Regions from separate parts of the Bicyclus anynana genome. Here region 1 is linked to region 2. Evidence: chromatin contacts called from public Hi-C data. All regions are on one chromosome and are shown on one strand. Each heading gives the region's core, a stretch centred on a gene start, on an enhancer-like site or on the middle of the called end of the contact. The rest is flanking DNA. Distances are from core to core; before and after follow the strand shown. Region 1 holds the start of LOC112055815 (cell adhesion molecule Dscam2). Region 2 overlaps LOC112055815 (cell adhesion molecule Dscam2).

What was found. Hi-C and Micro-C count contacts between places; a contact is called where the count stands out from the background.
Region 1: a contact with region 2 is called in a Hi-C map of whole larva, with 4 times the contacts expected there. The contact joins the promoter of LOC112055815 here to the enhancer-like site in region 2. A contact is called at or near these places in 2 of 2 Hi-C or Micro-C datasets (whole body and whole larva).

The regions. Positions count from the first base shown.
Region 1 is chr9:9,140,927-9,146,154 of ilBicAnyn1.1, reverse strand. LOC112055815 (cell adhesion molecule Dscam2) reads left to right here and starts at 1,916. Exons shown (of 41, transcript XM_052883550.1): 1 at 1,916-2,067. It overlaps LOC112055814 (glycogen phosphorylase), which reads left to right. Exons shown (of 9, transcript XM_024096024.2): 9 at 1-387.
Region 2 is chr9:9,107,518-9,112,527 of ilBicAnyn1.1, reverse strand. LOC112055815 (cell adhesion molecule Dscam2) reads left to right here. Exons shown (of 41, transcript XM_052883550.1): 3 at 4,653-4,837. Among protein-coding and RNA genes, the nearest start is that of LOC112055815, 34 kb to the left of the region's middle. Within about 2 kb of position 2,302, at least 2 of the 8 cell types and tissues checked have open chromatin away from gene starts, as enhancers often do.

The sequences.
Region 1 (5,228 bases), core at 667-3,166, 34 kb before region 2:
TTTACGTGAATTAGTATTTTTTTATTACTGTGCAAATTAACATATTAGGTATATGAAGGATATTGATTAAATATTTATTAATCGGCCCATATAGGATTATAATCTTGCTACCAATCTTTACTAATAAACCCATTTTAATATATCACTTATTACATAAAAAAATGTATATTTTTTGTATTACAAATCACGTAAACGAATATGTTAGAAGGTTAAGAAATTTTGATAATATGGTTAATTTTCTACGAAAACTCTACTGCCGCAAATTTTGTATTATCTTTGTATGTTATGTATTATCTCATATATTTTAATAATCATTTTTAATTAATGTTATTTATACTACATATTTCTGCAATTTTTAAAATTTAAATATATTTTATGACTAATAAAGATGGTTTTTTATTGATCAAATTTATTTAAAATGTAGTTTAGAAAGTAGATTTACTAGTTCCATTATAGTTTACACAATAAATGCAATCAGTAGATTGTTTCATTGATATTTCGTTATATGAGCTCATTTAATTCGATTGAATATGGAGGAAGTGACAATTGCGTGAATGAATATCAATGGGTTTCCTTTTCGCCATCTTGTATTTACGAGTAGGGAGCGTACGGTAGTTAAATCTATTTCTCGAGCGACTCCGTACGCAGGACGCCGAGGATCCTGCGTGCGCAAATCACGCGTCGGATGCTCCTTTTATTTCGGCTACCGTTCGGCTCGCTTCGGTCAGGATCGTCCTCTATTCGATTGTGTTACGAAAAGGACGGAATGATATAGTTGAGCTCTTTATAGTCTAAGATCCGGAATTAGAAATATATACGCTCATCTGTTATTTATTTGGAATAAGAAATAAATGATGGAAAATATTTGCTTAGTAAAATTGCACGGTGACTTGATTACTTTCTGGATTATTTTCTTTTTAATTATTTAATCTATATTAATAAAAATGTTTGCCTAAATAATGAAAATCGTACAATAGTTAAAAGAATATAACAGAATTAAAAACGTAAAGGCTGCCTGCTTTCAAACTGAAACTGTAGGCTGCCAGATATAAACAGTTAATTAATGTTATACAAATACCCTCACCGGTTATATATTCGTCTAATATGTCAAATTAAAGTACTAAGTTGCCTTTGATCTACTTCATGGTTTCCTACATTTTGTATGAAAAATGCAATGATAATTTTATACTATAGATCGGTTACGTCCCTACAAAAACACCGCAAAAAGTGATCCGATTAATAAGGCTACAACACTGAGCGCACAAATGCACAATTTTGTCTTTAATTCCATTATATATTTATGTATATATAGTTTTTAGAGCCGTGATAGCCCAGTGGATATGACCTCTGCCTCCGATTCCGGAGGGTGTGGGTTCGAATCCGGTCCGGGGCATGCACCTCCAACTTTTCAGTTGTGTGTATTTTAAGAAATTAAATATCACGTGTCTCAAGCGGTTAAGGAAAAACATCGTGAGGAAACCTGCATACCAGAGAATTTTCTTAATTCTCTGCGTGTGTGAAGTCTGCCAATCCGCATTGGGCCAGCGTGGTGGACTATTTGCCTAATCCCTCTCATTCTGAGAGGAGACTCGAGCTCAGCAGTGAGCCAAATATGGGTTGATGACGATATATAGTTTTTAAGCTCGTAGACGATATTTAGGTATTATTTGTTTAAATATCGTCCGTTGTTGACCACAACTAACATTGAGTTGACTATAAACTTCCTTTTTTGAGCGCTCTTTTTCATGCGCTAGTTACACATCTAACAGTATTTAATATCATTGGAAAAATGTGGTTGGCTGCAATTTAACTAGGCAATTTGTAAATATTTCCTTTCATTTTCTTGTTCCAAATAAATATCAGATGAGGCTATACATTCCTTGTGCCGGATCTTAGACCATTAGATGTCATCGGCCGTGTATAGCTAGTACGAAGTATCAAAGTATATGCGGTCGGTCACTCGGCGTCTGTGTCTTGGGCGGGTCGGTATCGCCGCTCGTCCGTTCGCGTGTGTTGTGGTGAATTGTGTTGTGGGAGCTACGCTGAGCCGCCGCTCGCGTTTCTCAGGTAATGGCCCTCCATTCTGTAAAACCCGATTTCATTGTGCCTTTGTGTTATTATACATGGGGATTTTGCGAAAACGCCGGCTGGGGAGCGCGCAACCACGATCGATAACGATGTTGTCCAGAGTGTGCACAGGTTTAAACGTTTTTTTTATTATATCTAATCTCTGACGAATTGGCGATATGATATAAAAGTTGGACAGTGCGAAAACCAATAATATTACTCATGCACTACCGGTCAATGTCAACTAGTAAATAATGTTGATATAGAAGTAATTATAATCATATCAATAAGGACATGTCTATGTAGATTGTAGGCACATGAAAGCCGTGATAAAGTGAATACGCGCACTAAAATAATCATATTATTAAAGAAAATGTATACAATGTTAGCAAGCCTTTAAAAATCAAACTTGAAGATCTTGACGGTCTTAAATCCATGTGCTTCGTCATTTCTTGATAGTACATTTAACATAACTTAATATTTATGTACACAATAAACCTTGGAATTTATTAAAACTATGTGTCGTTGGCCCTAAAAATGCTTTTAAAAATGTTTCGTTAAATTGTCACATAGAGCAAAGGACCGGCCTTAGGATTAGCCGGCTAATCCTGGAGGGAATATTGTTAAGCCAATAGTTACTGTATATACTTACACAGATTGTAATATATGTATTTGAAACAATATATTCGCATGTGTAAGCTCGCGGAGTCGTGAGAAAAAGATGACTAAGTAATCGTGAATCATAAATGACAGAAGTTAATATAAAAATAACTTTAGTTAGCGTTTAGGGGGTTATTTATATAAACGGCTGGTTCAGTTAATTAATTGACCACGCCTAAGGACTTATATGCTAGAGTTCGTATACCGTGTGTTTTTGATAGTCGAGGGCGGACGATCCATAAATAGATTCAATAGACCCAATTCTGCGATGTACCTACCTATAAACCTCAACGGTACTCGTGAACTTTGCCGCAACCCATCTTGTCGGTAGATTTTCTATACATACTTAATATAAAAGAATATAGAGTAACCTTGATTTAGCTAGGTCGCTGATAAAGTCGAGAATATGACTAGAGTTAAAAGCTAAAATGCAGCAATACTAGCAAAATGAGATTGAATTCAATTTGAGACAGACCTCGGGAATTTTGTCGGAACACATTTCACGTTAACTTTTCTATTCTAAGTAATTTACTTACAACCTTCATTTACTTATATAAGACAGTAATAAAATTCTGACTAAAAGTAGAGTTCGAAGTTAATGATATCGAACTAGAAATTGGACATGAAATTACATTGAACTAAGTGAGAGCACTCGTGAATTTTGCCGAAAGCCATCGTATAGAAACTGTTCTACCAGAAAAAAGCTTTCGTATGATGAGTTTCTGTGATGGATGGGTAATATATTTAGAACATAAACATAAAAGTGAACCTAACAGTACTTCCTTAGTGAAATATTTAAAATAAAATTGAAAGCTGACAAATACTAAAAATAGCAACATTACATACAATTAATTTTAAAGAGAGTAGTCGTGGATTATGTCGCAAACCGCATCGAAGGTAAACTGTCGTACGGTAGCTTGTCTTTCATAGTACTAAGTAGGTAATTTCCTAAAAACGTGAATACGAAAGGGTTATTTAGCTACGAGTAATACTAATACAAGCGACGGGACTACAGAAATACTAAAAATAGCAACTTAAATTGAACTTCAGCGAGAGTAATCGAGTAATCTAAAGTAGTAATTGACTGAAAACGTGAGAAAGATAAGCGGATGAGTTGTTTAGCTAGGACAGTAATAAAGTTGACAGTTAGATTAGAGTTAAGAGCCAAGAAATGCTAAAAATAGTAACATTAAATTAAACTGAACTTGAGCATGGCTGGATATAACATGGCTGGTTATATTACATGGTCAGTGCACCATAGAAGCTGAGCGGTTAGCTACGGAAGATTAAAATTCTTGTTGAGAATTAAATTATTTTACTAGACTGGTTTCGTTCAGCTGACATTCGTTGGGTATGCATAATATACTCGTCAACAAGTCTTCCTTCAACAAGCCAGTTTCGATCCACAAGGGCAGGTGCACAAAGACCCAAAAACGAAAGGTGCGCTCCGAGTTTTTGTATGCCAAAACAGTTCAGGTAGACAACTGTTCTATTACTTTTTTTTACTTGTAATATTAGTTACATTGTGTAAAGAAATTATTTTGGCCTTGAAGAACTCGTAAGTGCAAATCACATCAGCCTTTAGCCCTCATTCGCACGAGAGTTTTTTTAACAGATGTTAAAAAGCTTTCAAATACAACAAATGCATTGCTAAGTATAATATATGTTGACACGACAGCGTTTTTAAAACACGAAGCTTTTTTCGAGCACTGTTGCATTTTTAATTTTGAGGTTGGAATTAGACCTTCATTTAACTTCATACTATATTTGAACGCTTTTTTGAGGGCTTAGGGCCGGTAGTGGAAATATATTAAGTCGTATTCTGTTAAGCGCAGTCTCAATAAATTTCGTTACAATTTCATTGAGATTTCATCTTTTCTCTCTACCATTTTTTCAAGAAAAACATACATATTATCTTGTATAATTAAATTCATTGAACTCGTTTATATATTTGGTTTATGTTTATACGTCTACAATCAGATTATATTTAGTCATATATAAAAGTAGGTGCTTAAACCCAAAAGACCTATGACTAACAAGAAGGAGGCAATTCAAGGTCTTTGGAGTTTAATAAGTTAACACTTCACTGTGCACAATAATTTTTAAGCTTCGATTCTTCACTGTGCATAAGAATTTTTAAGCTTAAATTCCATTTACTGTCTGTTCGTGTAACTAGACTACCAGGCTTATCAAATTCTTATCCGCACTAGTGAGTAATTCAACACGGTTCATCCGGATGTAATTTTATCTAATTAATTCCTACCCACGCTCTTAACAAGGAATGCTTTGTGACTTGTTCTTGGGTATTAGGTGCCTACATCGTCCCTTTTTCAAACTTCAGTTTCGTATAAGTTTTCGGCATAGCAATTAGATAAGTAGGTACTACCTATACATTTATCTACTTATGAAAAATTAAATAATCAATGATTGTCGGAGGCTAAAATCTAATACCTACCTAAAAGAGTCAGTTATGGTTGATGAAAACGGGCAGTGTCTAAAAG
Region 2 (5,010 bases), core at 1,053-3,552:
ATGGCATCGTACCGGAACGCTAAATCGCTTGGCGGTACGTCTTTGCCGGTAGGGTGGTAACTAGCCACGGCCAAAGCCTCCCACCAGCCGAAAAAGTGTATACGTACACGAGTACATAAATCCATTGCGATTGACGAAAAGGTTAACCTTTTTAACATTAACAATCTTAAACTATCGTCTTTAGTTAAGGCTGTCGGCCTTACAGCCGCCTAATTTGGACGTGTTTATTGCATAATTAAAGCTTTGAATACGCGCCATAACTTAACACAGATGGTATGAACAATACGATTAGGGCAGCGTGTCATAAATATTAAAAAATACCGCAACTGGTGTAGAATATATCTCCTCCATTGGCTTAGTTTAGTTTTCTTAAGTCAATTTATCGCACTAATATTATAAAGGTGAAAGTTTGTGCCGATGTACGTTGGGGTCCCAAGGTGCTGGAATGGCGACCCCGCACTACAAAGCGCAGTGTTGGTAGACCCCCCACCAGGTGGACTGAGTACATCAAGCGAGTCGCCGGGATTCGCTGGATGCAGCGGCTCAGTATCGTGATGTTTAGAAGTCCCTACAAAAGGCCTTTGTCCTGCAGTGGACGTCCATCAGCTGATATGATGATGATGATGATGATGAAAGTTTGTGTGTGTGTGTAAGTATGAAAGAGTGTAAGTATTTTTACGCCGCGGCTACGTAAGCAATTTGGCTGAAATTTGGAATGGAAATAGATTTTACTCTGGATTAATACATACGCTACTTTTCATCCCGAGGAATTTCACGAGGACGAAGTCGCGGGCGTCCACTAGTATTAAATATTTTCGTGTACTATGAAAACTCACACCTACAGTTCGTTTCATGTAGGATGGTGCGAGTGATAGTTCGTTTCACTCTTGAAAGTTTGCCGTATACGATAATAGTACGTATTATGAACGCCATACAGGCGACTGTCACCGTACCCATGCTATCTGAAAAACACTTCAAAGTTGAATGTGAAACTTGTACAATAAGGCGAGATGCAGCCAGTTGGCTAGAGCAGGTGTCGCGCGATCAGTTGTAGCGCCCACATGCTATTAACATTGATTACGACATTGCAAACATCCAGTTCAAATGATTAAAATTCCTCTAAAGATAATAAACAATTTATAAAACATATTTTTGTTGTTGGTAGAAAACAGTGATAGCCCAGTGGATATGACCTCTGCCTCCGATTCTGGAGGGTGTGGGTTCGAATCCGGTCCGGGTCATGCACCTCCAACTTTGAAGTTGTTTGTATATTAAGAAATTAAATATCACGTGTCTCAATCGATGAAGGAAAACATCGTGAGGAAACCTGCATACCAGAGAGTTTACTTAATTCTCTGCGTGTGTTAAGTCTGCCAATCCGCATTGGGCCAGTGTGGTGGACTTTACCTTACCCCTTTCATTCTGAGAGGAGACTCGAGCTCAGCAGTGAGCCGAATATGGGTTGATGACGAGGAGAAAACAGTATTATTGCTTGGCAACTTCGTTCGTAACACTCCCGATGGTCCGCACGCACGATTTCTCACCCGCGCAGTCCTACTACCTCCCTGCCAAATTTCAACTTTGTACATCAAACGTCAAGTGGATATAGAAGTATCTCCGAGTATCTAAATAATATAATATTGGCTTAAAAGCTCTTTTGTAGATTGTAGTTCTTATACATCTCTTTTAAAGTTATATCTCAATCATTATAACGTTTAATTTCAAGACTTTGATGATTTGATGATGACACATAAATTTCAATGACCTTCGTGGCGCAGTGGTATGCGCGGTGGATTTACAAGACGGAGGTCCTGGGTTCGACCCCGGCTGGGTCGATTGAGGTTTTTTTAATTGGTCCAGGTCTGGCTGGTGGGAGGCTTCGGCCGTGGCTAGTTACCACTCTACTGACAAAGATGTACCGCCAAGCGATTTAGCGTTCCGGTACGATGTCGTGTAGAAACCGAAAGGGGTGTGGATTTCATCCTCCTAACAAGTTAGTCCGCTTCCATCTTAGATTGCATCATCACTTACCATCAGGTGAGATTGGAATCAAGGGCTAACTTATAAAGAAAAAAAAATTAGAAGGCAATTATATTAATAATTGTTGTTGTTAGAAGATGAATGTTAATTTAACATCTGTATAGACAAATGTATAAAATCCGTAGACTCGTAGGTGCATCTTATTACAATGCCAGACAAACGAAAACAAAAAAAAATAAAAGCACCGAGTGGCGCATTCAATCATTTCTATGTAATGGGCTAAAAGAAAAGATTCCATCGCACGTGCATCTGCCGAGTACGGACGCCTCGGGTCGACCAATCACGAGACTGAGCCACACCATCTGTCACAAGAACGCTTGGCACGTTTTTGCTCTCGAAACGCATTTTTTTTTTCGAAGTTCTTAAACTTCTAAGGAGTATTTATTGTTGATGATATTGCAAAGTTAATTAAACATATAGGTTATCTATTATCTACATGAAATATATGAAATGGTTAATGGAAGTTCTTACAGCCGCTGAGTGTCGAATTTAACCTCTATTTGTTTGGGATTTTTTTTTTTTTATTCTTTACAAGTTAGCCCTTGACTACAATCTCACCTGATGGTAAGTGATGATGCAGTCTAAGATGGAAGCGGGCTAACTTGTTAGGAGGAAGATGAAAATCCACACCCCTTTCGGTTTCTACACGGCATCGTACCGGAACGCTAAATCCCACCAATCAAAAGAAGAATTTGACACTCAGCGGGTGAATGATCCCCTGGTGATGCCCCTACACCGTCTATGAATACCATTGTTAAACTTCTAAGGAGTATTTATTTTCGATGATATCGCAAAGTTAATTAAACATATAGGTTATCTATTATCTACATGAAATATATGAAATGGTTATTTTATTTTAAATAAAATATGTGTTAACGTTTCGCTTTCTAAAGATCTACTTTCTCCGTAATACCGTACATTATTATGTTTATGTTAATAATGGATGTTATGTTTTGTACAATAAATAAAGAATGTAAGAAGAAGCTGTACATTTTTTCTTTTCAATAAATAAATTGGTAAAGATGGTTTGTATGAAACATTACCAATATACCAATACTTTCAATATTTGGCATTACATTCGCCAATTAAGATTAAGTGATATAGGTATTATTGCTTAGCGATGGTGTAAGTGATTGCTTAGCGATTATTCGCGTGTAATTTCGGCTTCTAAAGCAATTAGCAATAGACCGATCAATTTTACAACACAACAAATAAGTAGTACCAATTTACAAATAAACCGATTATAAAAACCGATAAATAAAGTAAAGTTCTGCAAACTTAATGAATAAGTACATAATCAAGTAACAAGTAAATCATAACAATAACAGACTCTCAGCAGATCCTGCCTTTTGAACATGTGGTAGAGTCACTAGATCCGAGAGTCCGAGCTATTATCGATTGCATCGAAAATCATATTTTGACATTAATACAGTGCGATTAAGAATTGATGCAGCCATTTCACAATTGACCTGCTGAAGTTTCAAAAATGCTTCTAAACTGAGCATAATGAATTTTGAACGAAATATTCATGCAAACTACCTGCAATTAATGTGTAACAGGATATAAACTGCGTGCCGCGTGCTCATTTATGTCAAAAAGCAATTAAAAAGCAGCGTCATTCACACCACGAGGTCGATACACTGTCGTTCCAGTATCATTCTAGGACAAAACTAGGTCGAGCCTTGTAACGAGCGCGAGAGTAGACTCGTCAAGCTCTTCAGCACTCTAATTCTTGGCTAGCTGTGATGCGACAAATCTTTGTTGAAAGGAGAACAATTCTTGCAAAACAAAGAGTTATATATGTTACCGTTAAATTGTTAAAAGTTAGTTTATAATCTCACTCGCGATATTGTAATCTGTCGACATATTGTGAACGGAACATCTGATTACATTGTTATTATTCGGCATATTATAATCTATCGAAGTGTAACCGTTATCAATTCAATCAGGATGAATTTACCATAGAGTTACAAAAATACTACGGGCATAATAAAAATAATAAAAAAATTACAATAGACAAATCAAAGAAAAAGTAAAATAAAGAAAATCAGAGGGGTGGCCAGTGCGTTTCTTAATTTTTTTTTAAACACTGTTATTTCATTAGTAAAATCTTGTTATTGTTAATTATAAGTATAATTTTGTCAAATCTAAAGTTAATCTAAGATCTATCTAAGGTTAAAGGTTTCTCAATATTTGTCAGGACAACTTATTTAACAAACCAAAATAAGACCCTAAAATGGCAGAAGACCATGAGTGGAGTCACGGACTTGTGAAGGTTGTGTGTAGGGTTGAAGGATCCTTTGACTGTTAACAAACACTCCCCTTTTCCACTCAAGTCACTCTCTCCGCATAGTAACCCACAAAGAGTTACACGACAAGAAATGTGGACGGCTTGAACGCCACGAGTATACTGAACCCGACCGTACGACGAGCGCCTCATATCGCAAGTCGTTACCGCCAACCGATCGCTACCCTTCTCTAACTCCCTGCTCTTTACGGAAATAAGTCGCGCCACCTAGCGTCGGCACGAGCCAACACGAGATTGAGCGACGTCATATCCATCTCGGACTAGTTCTTACACAAGTGTATTCAACAATATATTTCACCCACAGGAGCAGTGCGATGCGAGGACGAGACGATCGGACCGATATTCATGAAGGAACCCCCGAACCGAGTGGACTTCAGCAACACGACCGGAGCTGTAGTGGAATGCGCCGCCCGAGGATCCCCCGCCCCCGACGTCATTTGGGTACGAGCTGATGGAACTGCTGTTGGAGACGTTCCCGGATTGCGACAGGTAATAAACGTACACTCATCCGACGTTTATCAGTTTCATCTGCGTGTAGCTTGGCAAATTCGTTCGTAATACTCCCAACGGTCTTTCGCCCAGTCTTTTCCACTGCCTCACGTGCTCGACTTCACACCCGCGAAGTCCTTGGGAGTGTCGTCAACGATCTTGCCAGGCTATAG